2 separate regions of the Pelodiscus sinensis genome follow, and region 2 is linked to region 1. A link is a contact called in public Hi-C data. All regions are on one chromosome and are shown on one strand. The core of a region is the stretch at or near the end of the contact, and the rest is flanking DNA. Distances in the headings are between cores, read along the strand shown.

What was found. A called contact is a pair of places that touch in the nucleus more often than the background predicts.
Region 2: a Hi-C map of blood shows a contact between it and region 1, with 4 times the contacts expected there. The contact joins the promoter of PWP1 here to the promoter of RTCB in region 1. A contact is called at or near these places in 3 of 5 Hi-C or Micro-C datasets (blood, liver and an unstated tissue).

The regions. Positions count from the first base shown.
Region 1 is chr1:95,861,674-95,866,797 of ASM4963464v1, forward strand. RTCB (RNA 2',3'-cyclic phosphate and 5'-OH ligase) reads left to right here and starts at 2,881. Exons shown (of 12, transcript XM_075938283.1): 1 at 2,881-3,170; 2 at 5,063-5,124. The coding sequence starts at 3,078. BPIFC (BPI fold containing family C) reads left to right here. Exons shown (of 18, transcript XM_006137975.3): 18 at 1-1,218.
Region 2 is chr1:96,004,421-96,009,593 of ASM4963464v1, forward strand. PWP1 (PWP1 homolog, endonuclein) reads right to left here and starts at 2,930. Exons shown (of 15, transcript XM_075938363.1): 1 at 2,755-2,930; 2 at 2,579-2,637. The coding sequence starts at 2,820. LOC142830833 (a long non-coding RNA gene) reads left to right here and starts at 3,225. Exons shown (of 2, transcript XR_012906356.1): 1 at 3,225-3,405.

The sequences.
Region 1 (5,124 bases), core at 1,631-4,130:
CAACTTAAAAAAAAAAGAGCAAAGTTTTTAAATTTATGCTATGATTTTGGTAAAGAGGGACTATTTATAACATGTATCCAACAGAGAATCATGTAAAAACATATTACATATTTGGTAGGGGAAGTATTTGTCATTCAGGAGTTTGCAGGTATTGCCAAAGCTACTAGTTTTAAAGGTTAAAGTATATCTCTGTTTAAGTAAAGCCTTTTTATACACTTCATAGAGGGCACAATACTCTTTTGAGAAAAGGAAGGATGTATGCCAGCAAACTGCAAACACAGCTGAGGGCAGCTGCTCTTGTAATGGTTTTGCTGTAGCATAAACTTATTTTTCTGTTTCCAACTGACTGCATCTGTTGTGTTTGAATATGAAGTGGGAAGTATCAAGTGCTTCGATCTGAAAACTCTCTTGGTGCCTATGAGGACTAAAAGTTCTTTGTGAAAGGATTTCATCAGAGTTTGATGGAAGGAACAAAGTGCCCTGGCACTCCTTAACGGTATTTCAAGATGGGGACTATCCTGATGCCTTTGTTAGTCTAAGAGGGTACTCTAGAACAGTGTTTCTCAACTAGTAGTATGAGTACCCTTAGGGGTACTTGAGAGAAGTCTGGGAGATATGTCAACACAACTGAAATTTGGAGAAAACTGAATTTTTGTTTTAAGTTTTACAGCGCTTTATTATTTTTGTACTTTTTACACCCAAAAATTTCATCATCCGCCCAGCTATGATTAAGTTGTTTTAACAAATGTCTTGTAACTGTAGAAAAAATTGTGTATGTCTGAAAACTGTAGGTACTGGGGATACTTATAATTTTTTTTTTCAGAAAGGGGGTTCTTTAGGAAAAAAGTTAAGAAACACTGCTCTAGAACTTAGAGCTGAAAAGGACTCATTAATCTACTTCATGCCCCTAATGGTACAGATTTATTCTTTAATACAGAATTATTCTTTAGTAATTATTATTTTGTTAGTACTGTCACCGTAAGTTTTACATGTGCCAAGCTGTGCAGCTACAATAAACTTTTCTTGAGAAACTACTCCACAGTATCTCAAGAGTGAGGTAATTTTTTAATGACTCATTCAATTACTCCTAATGATACCCACCTTCTCATTCCTTCTTAAATAGTTCCTAGTGTCCCCCTTTCACTGTTCAGCTTGCAGTGACAAAAAGGGTCTATTGAAAGGGGAGAGAATAAAAACTTGACAATAAAAAAAAGTATTTGAGAAATGAAACATATGTTTTCATTTCCTTTCAAAAGTTCCTAATTCCAAAAAAGGCAAACTTTCAGGCTACGTCTACACTGGCATGATTTTCCGAAAATGCTTTTAACGGAAAAGTTTTCCGTTAAAAGCATTTTCAGAAAAATCGCGTCTAGATTGGCAAGATGCTTTTCCGCAAAAGCACTTTTTGCGGAAAAGCGTCCATGGCCAATCTAGACGCGGTTTTCTGCAAAAAAGCCCCAATCTCCATTTCCTGAACGAGAGCAGCATAGTATTTCCGGAAAAGCACTGATGATTTTACATGAGATCGTCAGTGCTTTTCTGGAAATTCAAGCGGCCAGTGTAGACAGTGAGGGGGAAATGTCGCTCCCCTGGGGTACAGAGCCCCCAGAAGGGTCCGAGGCCGGAGGTGAAATCAGTGAGGCAGGAGAGAAACCTAGAAGGGAAAACTTTATGATGCATGCATGCAGGCTGTCACTTCCAAGAGTGAAGCAGCCGCCCTGACAGACAGATTCAGGTATTCTATATACAGAATGCTTAGACAGTTCAGTTGTGGATTGTTCTTCTTTAACATATCAAAGTCTTAGCAGAAGTACTCTAAGACTTCTGTTTACCCCAGGAGTGCTAAAAGTAAGTTTTTACAGTACACAAAGCCACATAAGAACTTGAGTGGAGGAGTCTACAAGGCAAACTGTGACAAAAATAAGGGTTTACATAACAAATTGTAACAGACTAGAAGTATCCATAAATTTAAGATAGTTATTTGTAAGGGTCTTTGATTAAAGCTAATTTAATTTCTCTCTGTTACAGGGAGAAAGGCCTGAAAAACTTTTTAACCCTTACAGCAGTTTTCTTTTAGAAAGTTATAATTTCTGCACAGTTCCCCCCTTTAGACACAATTGAAGTTATTTAATTTTTCTCCCACAACAGCTGGCAAGTTTTTCCGCAAAATCAGATGATTTTGCGGAAAAACTTGCCAGTCTAGACACAGCCTCCCTCACTGTACCCCCCTCTTGTCGAGCAGAAAACAAAACCACCCCGTGGGCTCATCTGAAGAAGTGCATTTTGCCCACAAAAGCTCATGCTACTATACATGTATTTTTGTTGGTTGCTAAGGAGCTACAGGACTACTCCTTGTTTTTTACACCAACAACCTGCATTTGACAAAACCCCATTTTTCAGCAGGAAATGTTTTGCCAGTGAAAACTATCCGCCAGCTGTGACTGAGACGCCCCAGCCAACAGCCCTGGGCGTGGTGGCATCGTTAATGTCCGCTGGGTGGCGCGGCAGCCTCACTGCAGGACTCGGGGGACGGGGGGAAAAGAGAAGCGGGACTCAGGGAGGAGGCAGCAGCTTCCGAGCATCGTGCACTTCACCCCGCTGCGGCGCTCGTGTGAGGGGCCGGGCGAGCTCTAGGGGGCACCAGGGCTCGGTCCCAACAGGCCTGCGAGGGCTGCCCCTGCTCCCACCCCACAGCCCCCGGCCTGCCCAGTCTCTGCAGGAACCCGGCGGCAGCCCCAGCACTGCGCCCTGCACGGCCGCGCGCGCCGTGGGGTTGTGCCAGGGAGCCTCCTGCCGCGCGCCGGCGCCGCTACCGCTCTCCCGACGGCTCAGAGCCCCACCAGGGGGCGCTGCAGCGCACCGCGGGGCGGGCGCCGCGCAAGGCTCCGGCCTGAACGCACGAAATATGAGCCTCGGCGGCTCCTGTCCAACGGCCTTAACGCCTCCCCACCTATTCGCTGGCGTTTCGCCTTCTGATCGAGAGTGAGCCTCGGCGGCCTCCGTGGCATCCTTCCTGGCCGGCGCCGTGAGGGAACCCCCAGCGGTGTGTGTGACACGGAGTCAGCAGGGCCGCCGCCATGAGCCGCAGCTACAATGACGAGCTGCAGTACCTGGACAAGCTCACCAAGAACTCCTGGAGGATCAAGAAGGGCTTCGTGCCCAACATGAACGTGAGCGCGAGGGGCGGGGGTCTCGCGCTCGGCAGTGACCGTTCAGCGCGCGAGCTGGGGGGGCGGGGCTGCCCCGAGACACCCCCTCCCCGCAGCTGTGGGACCGGCCGTTGGCGCCCCTGCGGCGCGAGGAGGCGCGGGAAGGGGGGGTGCGCGGCCTGTCGCTGTCCGCGTGACCCGCCTCGGGGAGCTGCGGCCTGGGACCAGACCCCCCCCCCGCGTCCGCTCGGGCAAAGCGGCGTCGGGGCGATACCTCCGCTCAGCGGCTCGCGGGGAAGCTCCTGCCCCACCCGAGGGGGAGCCGGGCAGGGAACAGCAAGGCGCTGGCGGGGGAGGGGGCCTTGGAATTGGACACCCTCCCCCCCCCCCAGGGGGCTCTCGCTGGAGGAGAGCGCGCGGCTGGGATATTTTTCATCCTTAACGGTTCTCTAAGCCCGTGAATCCGGCCCTATTAAAATAAACTTCAGAGAAAGACATCCTGGGGGCGGGGCTAATGCCCCGAAGAGAAGCTGCACTTCCATAGCTGGACACGTGTTTCGGATTAGGAACCCCAGGGCGGGCCCCAGCCTCACCTTGGCTACATGTGCCCCGTCTCTGTTCTTCCTAACGTCACTCTGGCTTTGGATCCCGATAGTGAAAGTGTTAATGCATGTCAGCGGTTCTGGGCCTAGTCTCTATGGGTACACCTAGACTACAGGCTTTTGTCGACAAAACTTCTGCTGACAAAGAGCGTCTAGACTGCATCCAGATCTGTCGACAAAGCAAGTCACTTTGTCGACATGACAGTGTAGACGCAAAGGACAGTGTAGATGCAATAACGCCTTCTGTTGACAGAACTCTGTTGACAAAAGGCATTATTCCTCATAGAATGAGGTTTACCGCTGTCGACAAAACTGCCCAACTCGGCGGTAGTGTAGACACAGGTATACTTTTGTCGACAAAACCCTGTAGTCTAGTTGCACACTATGCTACAGCTTATGTCGGTATAATTTATGTCACTTGAGCATATGTGACTTGTGGTAGCCCTCAGGAGGTAGCACTGCCACCCCACCCCTGTCAAAACTCAAAGGGCTAAATGGATGCGCCTCTAGTCCCTCCCCCCCCTTTTGGGTGGCCCTCCTGCACCCCTTCCCCTCCAGGCACCAGTCGCCTATGCACTTGATTATGAAAAAACACCCTCTGAGCCACATAAGTTATATTAACACAAGTGCCTGTGTGCATAGTGTTAGGTCAGCAGGAGAGCTTCATCTCCTGATGTAGCTTCTGCCAATGGTAGAGGTGATTTCTCTCCTGTCAGCGTAGTGCAATGGTGCTCAACCTTTTTTAATTTGCAACCCCCAGGGCTGGAAAAATTTTGGTTGAGCAAAAAAAAAAGGCGCTGGGAACATTTTGTTGCAGCCCCTTTAATTTAAAGTGCTGGTCCGCTCCCCTGCCACTCCTCCTGCCCCCGCTGCACGTATGTTGAGCGCCAAGCCAGGAAAACAAAATGGCAGCCGGCCCGGCGCTGTGACCCCCTTGCTCCAGGAAGACAGCCTTGGGCGTCATGACCCACGGGTTGCGCACCACTGGCATAGTGCATTTTCACGAGACATGCTGTGCTGGTGCAGCTGGAGCACTGTGTATATAGACATGGTCTGTTTGTTTGCAGGATTGAGCATTGGGATTGTAAACTTCTTGGCACAAAGTGTATGTCTTTTGAAAGTGACTAGTGGGTCTTAAGCCCTACCAGAAAGATAAGCAAATATGCTTCTAAATAAACAGTGGCAAGAAAATAACAAAAAAAAATACACTTTGTAACCTATTCTGTTATATAATCCTGCTTCTGGCAGGTTTTTGTAAGAGTAGTAATGATGCATTATTTTGTGTTTTCTCGTTCTTATGTTTGCTTCTAGGTGGAAGGAGTATTTTATGTAAATGAGCCACTAGAGAAATTAATGTTTGAGGAGTTACGAAA
Region 2 (5,173 bases), core at 1,680-4,179, 140 kb after region 1:
ACATGCAAAACTACTGATAACAGCAGTAGAATTATAAACTAGTGCGGGGGAAAGGCGGAGAGAAGCGACCCATAAAAGTTAAGCTTCTTAACACAAAACACCAGAAATTCAGAAACATTTGCATTTTTAGGGACAGCCACTAGAACTTACTAAGTATGTTTTGAAAGTTCTATTAGTAAAGAAAAGGGTAAACTTAAAAAATGAAAGCTGAAATTAGGTAAAGCAGGGCTGGTGAACCCATGCAGCCCCCAGCTTGCCTGGATCCAGACCCCAACACTCAGAACTGGGGAGTCCGCACTGGCTCTCCAGCTCCCCACCCGCAAGGCTGGAGCACACAAAATCTACTAGCTTGGGCCCACCTAAGCTCTGGTGTGCAAGGGGAATGTGGGGAGTATCTCTCTCACATTCAGGGGCTTCTCACTTGTGAGTGGTCCCTGACTGATTTTTCTGTGGGTCAGCAGCCCCCTGGACCAAAAAAGGTTCCCCACCCTAAGGTAGAGGGAAGCTGACAGTATTCACCTGAGTGCACATGGAATTCCTGGCACTTGGGGGCCCCGATATGACAATCAAATTAGTACTTGCACTGCACCAATGCAGAGCCCCAGTGGGACTATGGACCTGAACACGTTTTCTAACAAATAAATGTTGTTACCTTCCACTCAGGTAAAATGAGTAGTGTGCTATTTTTCAGTGAATGTAGGTAAGTATTCTTTATTTAACAGCAACTGTTTTTCATGTCTGCAACAGTGACAATTCCAAACATTCAAAACTCATGAATCAAGCATCTAAAACTCATGAGATGGGCTTAAAATTAGGGATGTTAAAATGTGGGTTCTTTTGGTAAACCTGCAACCATGGACATTTTCAGGGGTTACACATTCACACGTGGAGGGAGGGAGGGGGAGACGGCAGTCCGTGGGACATTCCGTGTGCATATCGGCTCACGCAGAGCCACCTGCCTGCCCCCGCCCCCACGCTGCTGCCTGAGGCTTCCACAGAATCACCTGTCCCCCTTCGGATACAGAGGCCGCTGATAGCTGGGGGGAGGTGCTTGTGTGTAACCGTGAGTCAAGCTCATCAGTTAACCGTTTAACTATGTATACTATCACATCCCTACTTAAAATCACGACATTAAAACTAAGTCTGAGATTCTTTAGCGAACCTTTTTTGGGTTGGGGGCTGCTGACCCACAGAAAAATCAGTCCGGGGTGGGGGAGGCCACACACAAGTGAAAAGTAAAAAAGAAAAACTAAACCCGATAATGAGAAAGACATTTCCCACACCAGGGGCCGGGGGGGGGGGGGAGGGGGAGAGAGAAAGAGAGGGAGGAGGCGGCTAGTAGATTTTGTGTGCTCTAGCTCCACAATGGTAAGGTGGGGGAGCTGGAGCACTAGTGTGAGCTCCCCAATACTGGGGAGGACCCCCCAAACCCCAGAGGCCAGATCCAGGCAATCCAGGGGCCTCATCCAGCCTTAGGTTCCTCACTCCTGGCTTTAGTGGTCAACATTCAAATTTTACTCCATAACCAGCAGGGCTAGAAACTCACTCTTTTTAAACATGGAAGCTTAGAATCTTGCCTAATTGCAAAAGCTGACAACATTCCTTACTAGTGGCAAGTATAGATGAGTAATTGACCTATTTCCTAGACTCATAACTCATATAAAGCTGGTTCAAGGCCATGGCTATACACTGCAGTTAATCTGGGGCTCTGGCACCCAGATCTCACCTATTAGGGATGTGACCAGCTAGTCAATTAGTCACTTTCCCCCCCACCTCCGCTGCCTCTATCAGAAAGAGGCAACAAGAGAGTGGGGAGAGGGCTTGAAAGGGTCAGTACCACGTGGACCCTGGGCTCCATGCGGTGCTGCTGCTTTGAAACACCACAGGATGCACAGAGTCAGACTGACTGAGTCACCTGTTGACTCCATGCTCCCTGCAGCACTTTCACCTGGGGCTGTTGCTACATCCTTATTGATTAACTGAATAGTTGATGCACATTACATCGACTATTCAATTAGCCAATTAATCTAAATTTAACATCCCTACTACGTATATTTGGGGGAGACATTCGGCTACTGCTGTTATGCTGAGACACTCTAGGATTCTTTCCCAAAGAACAGTGGCTTTGTCTACACTTAACAGTTTAAAGCAGGGAAGTGCTTAAAACTCAGTGTGGCCAGGGCACAAGTGCTGGGAGAGAGCTCTCACAGCACTCTCTGTAAACCACCTATGCAATGGGAGTAGCTAACAGCGCTGGGAGCTCGGTCCCAGCACTGTAGCCTGGTTCACACTGGTGTTTCACAACACTGTAACGGGCTGCACTGGGGGAGGGGAGGAAGTGTTGGAGGGGGTGGGTGTTTTTCACACCCTTGAGCCAGAAAGTCACAGGGCTGTAAAATGCCAGTGCAGACTAAGTCCTCGCTGCCAACGGGCAGGATCCAGCCCCCGTTAGGGCAGAGCCCCTCCCCCAGCACGCCCGTGATTAAAGCCCCTCCAGGCCAGGGGCTGTTCAGTGCGTACCCTGGGCCACACGGGGGGTGGGGGAGAGTCTCCCCCCGCCAGGCAGGCGGACACTCACCGCAGCGTCTCCGCGGCCTCCCCAATGAGCCGCTTCAGCTCCTCGGCGCTGAGCCGCACCTGGAAGGGGAGACAGGCTGAGATCCAGCAGCCGGGAGCGCGCCGCAGCGGGAGGGAAGGGGGGGGGGTGGCGGAGGAAAAGGCACGTTTTCCAGCTCGAGGGGGGGGGGGTCTCACCTTGTCGGGCGTTTCCTTGGCAACCGCCTTGCGCACCCAGGTGGCGCAAGTCACGGGGCCGCTCATGGCTCCGGCCGCAGCACGTGCCGCCGGCTACTCTGGACTCGCACGCTGCCGCGAACGCCGCGGCACGAACGGTCGCGTTCCTGATGACGTAGCTGCAAACTTGACAACTGCTCGGGGCCAGGGGAGGAGGGGAAGACGAGCCGCGTGAGGTCATCACCAAGCGCCCGAGCCGAGGCCTGGAAGGCAGGGGCGGGTCAGAATCTGAGGACCCCAACCCGAGCAGGAGAGGGAGGGAGCTCAGCCAATGAGGGGGGGCAGGGCCAGAGGGTCCGGAAGCTAGTGGGCGTGGCCAAGGGGTGGGGCAGGGGGCAGGGACGTGGGGGAGGGGCGAGGGAAGGTGCTGGCTGCGCCCGCGCAGGGCGGGAGCGGTGTTTGTCCTTTCCGCGGCGGGGCGGGGTCTGGTGCAGGGCGCCAGGCTGAGCGCTGCGCGCGCGCATCTGTCCCGTGCCGGCCGTTTGAGCGGAGCTGTTAACCGGCGTTCAGGGCCGCGCCAGGTGGTTTCCAGCGGGAGGAGCGATGCGCTGAGGCGAGCGTGTCCCGCCTGCGGACACAGCCTGAGTCTAGCGGCTTGTGTGTCTGAATCCGGTAGGCGCGAGCTGCAGCAGTCTCCTTGCTCACAGGATCCAGGCCCGCCCTCTGTGGGGATGGGGGGGGGGAGCTAATTTAAAGGTGGCTCAGGGCCCAGTGATTTAAAAGGGCTCTGGACTCCTGCCGTGGCAGCAACAGCGGCTGGAGCTTCGGGTGACTCAGGCTGGGCAGTGCTGACCGGCTGGTGTGGAGTAGGGCTGCAATAGCATAGTCGATTAACTGATAAGCAAAAGCTTATTGGCTAATGCAATAGAGAGACGCATTCCCTGCCCCCCCACCCCAGAAAATTTTTCAGCAGGTGGGCTCCGGCCAGGTCCAGGACTTACCTCCACTGTGGCTCTGCCTTCAAAGTGTATTAGGAAGCAGGCAGACAGCCTGGCTCAGTTCTGGCTTGTGCTGGCTCCAGGAGCTCAGCTCAGCTCAGCTCAGCTCCCCTGTGACAGCCAGTCCGTGAGGGGAGCTGGCTTTTAAACTGGCTCCCCTTACAGATCAGCTCCCACCTGACAGTCCACGCTGCTGCCTCTGGCAGGGGTCCCCTCGGGAGTGGGGCCAAAGTGCACTGGCTAGGGGCCCCCACCCCATCGGGACTATAGAATAGTCAAGTAATAGGAATTCATAAGGTTAATTGACTATTCAATTAACCGATTATTTAACATCCCTGATTGGGGGAGGGGGGGAGGATAGCCACTAGCCCCACCTCTACCACCTATAGCCCTGTCTCTTCTGTCCAAGGCCCTACCCCTTTTGTGAGGTCCAGGAACCAAGTTCCCCTACGTTGTCCAGGGCCTAGCGAAGTCTGCCATCCAGCAATCCTGTGCCCTGAGTTCTGTCCCTCTGCTTCTTCAGAGCCACTTGCAAACTACATTTCTTCCAGTCTGCTTCTTATACTACTGATTGCCAAACTATTGCCTAGCCTCAGAGTTTGGAATAGGAGAGCCTCACATGGCTTAGCTTCTGATCAGGCTTTGCTATATGTCTCTATTGTTTTCGGTAGTGGCCTCTATCATGTCTGGCTATCTCACTCATTTAATTGTTTCTTCCATTTAACCTGTAAGAAGCATACAACACCTATGAGCTTTAACCAGGTCTCTGATTGTCTGCTTCTTCTAATTCTCTCAGGCTGTCTACACTGCTGGCTTTTGCCTGCAGAGAGTATGCTAATGAAGTGCTTATTAGTAACTTTCTTGCACTTCATTTGCATAATCTCAGCCCAAGGCTTTTTGCACAAGAAGGTTTTGTACAAAAACTAGCAGTGTAGACGGATCCGTTTTGCGCAAAAAACCCCTTTTGCGCAAGATCCTTATGCTTCAAAAAAGGAGGTATAGAGAGCATGCGCAAAAGGGTTTTTGCACAAAATGGATCCGCTTACACTGTTTTTGCACAAAAAGCCTCTTGCACAAAAAGCCTCGGGCAGAGATTATGCAAATAAAGCATGAGAAGTTGCTAATGAGCGCAAAACAGTTGCTAATGAGAAGTTGCTAATGAGCGTCTACACTGCTAGTTTTTGTACAAAACCTTCTTGTGCAAAAAGCCTTGCTTGGGCTGAGATTATGCAAATGAAGTGCAAGAAGTTACTAATAAGCACTTCATTAGCATACTTTCTACCTTTTTGCGGGCAGTGTAGACATAGCCCTAGGGTCTCACGTCAGCCTGCTGCCAGCTATCAGCAAAAACACTGTTCATCTCTCTCATTAGTAGATCTGACCAGCTCACTCACCTCAAGTCCCTTATCTTCTACACTAAGTTATAGCTTCCCAGTTCTTCT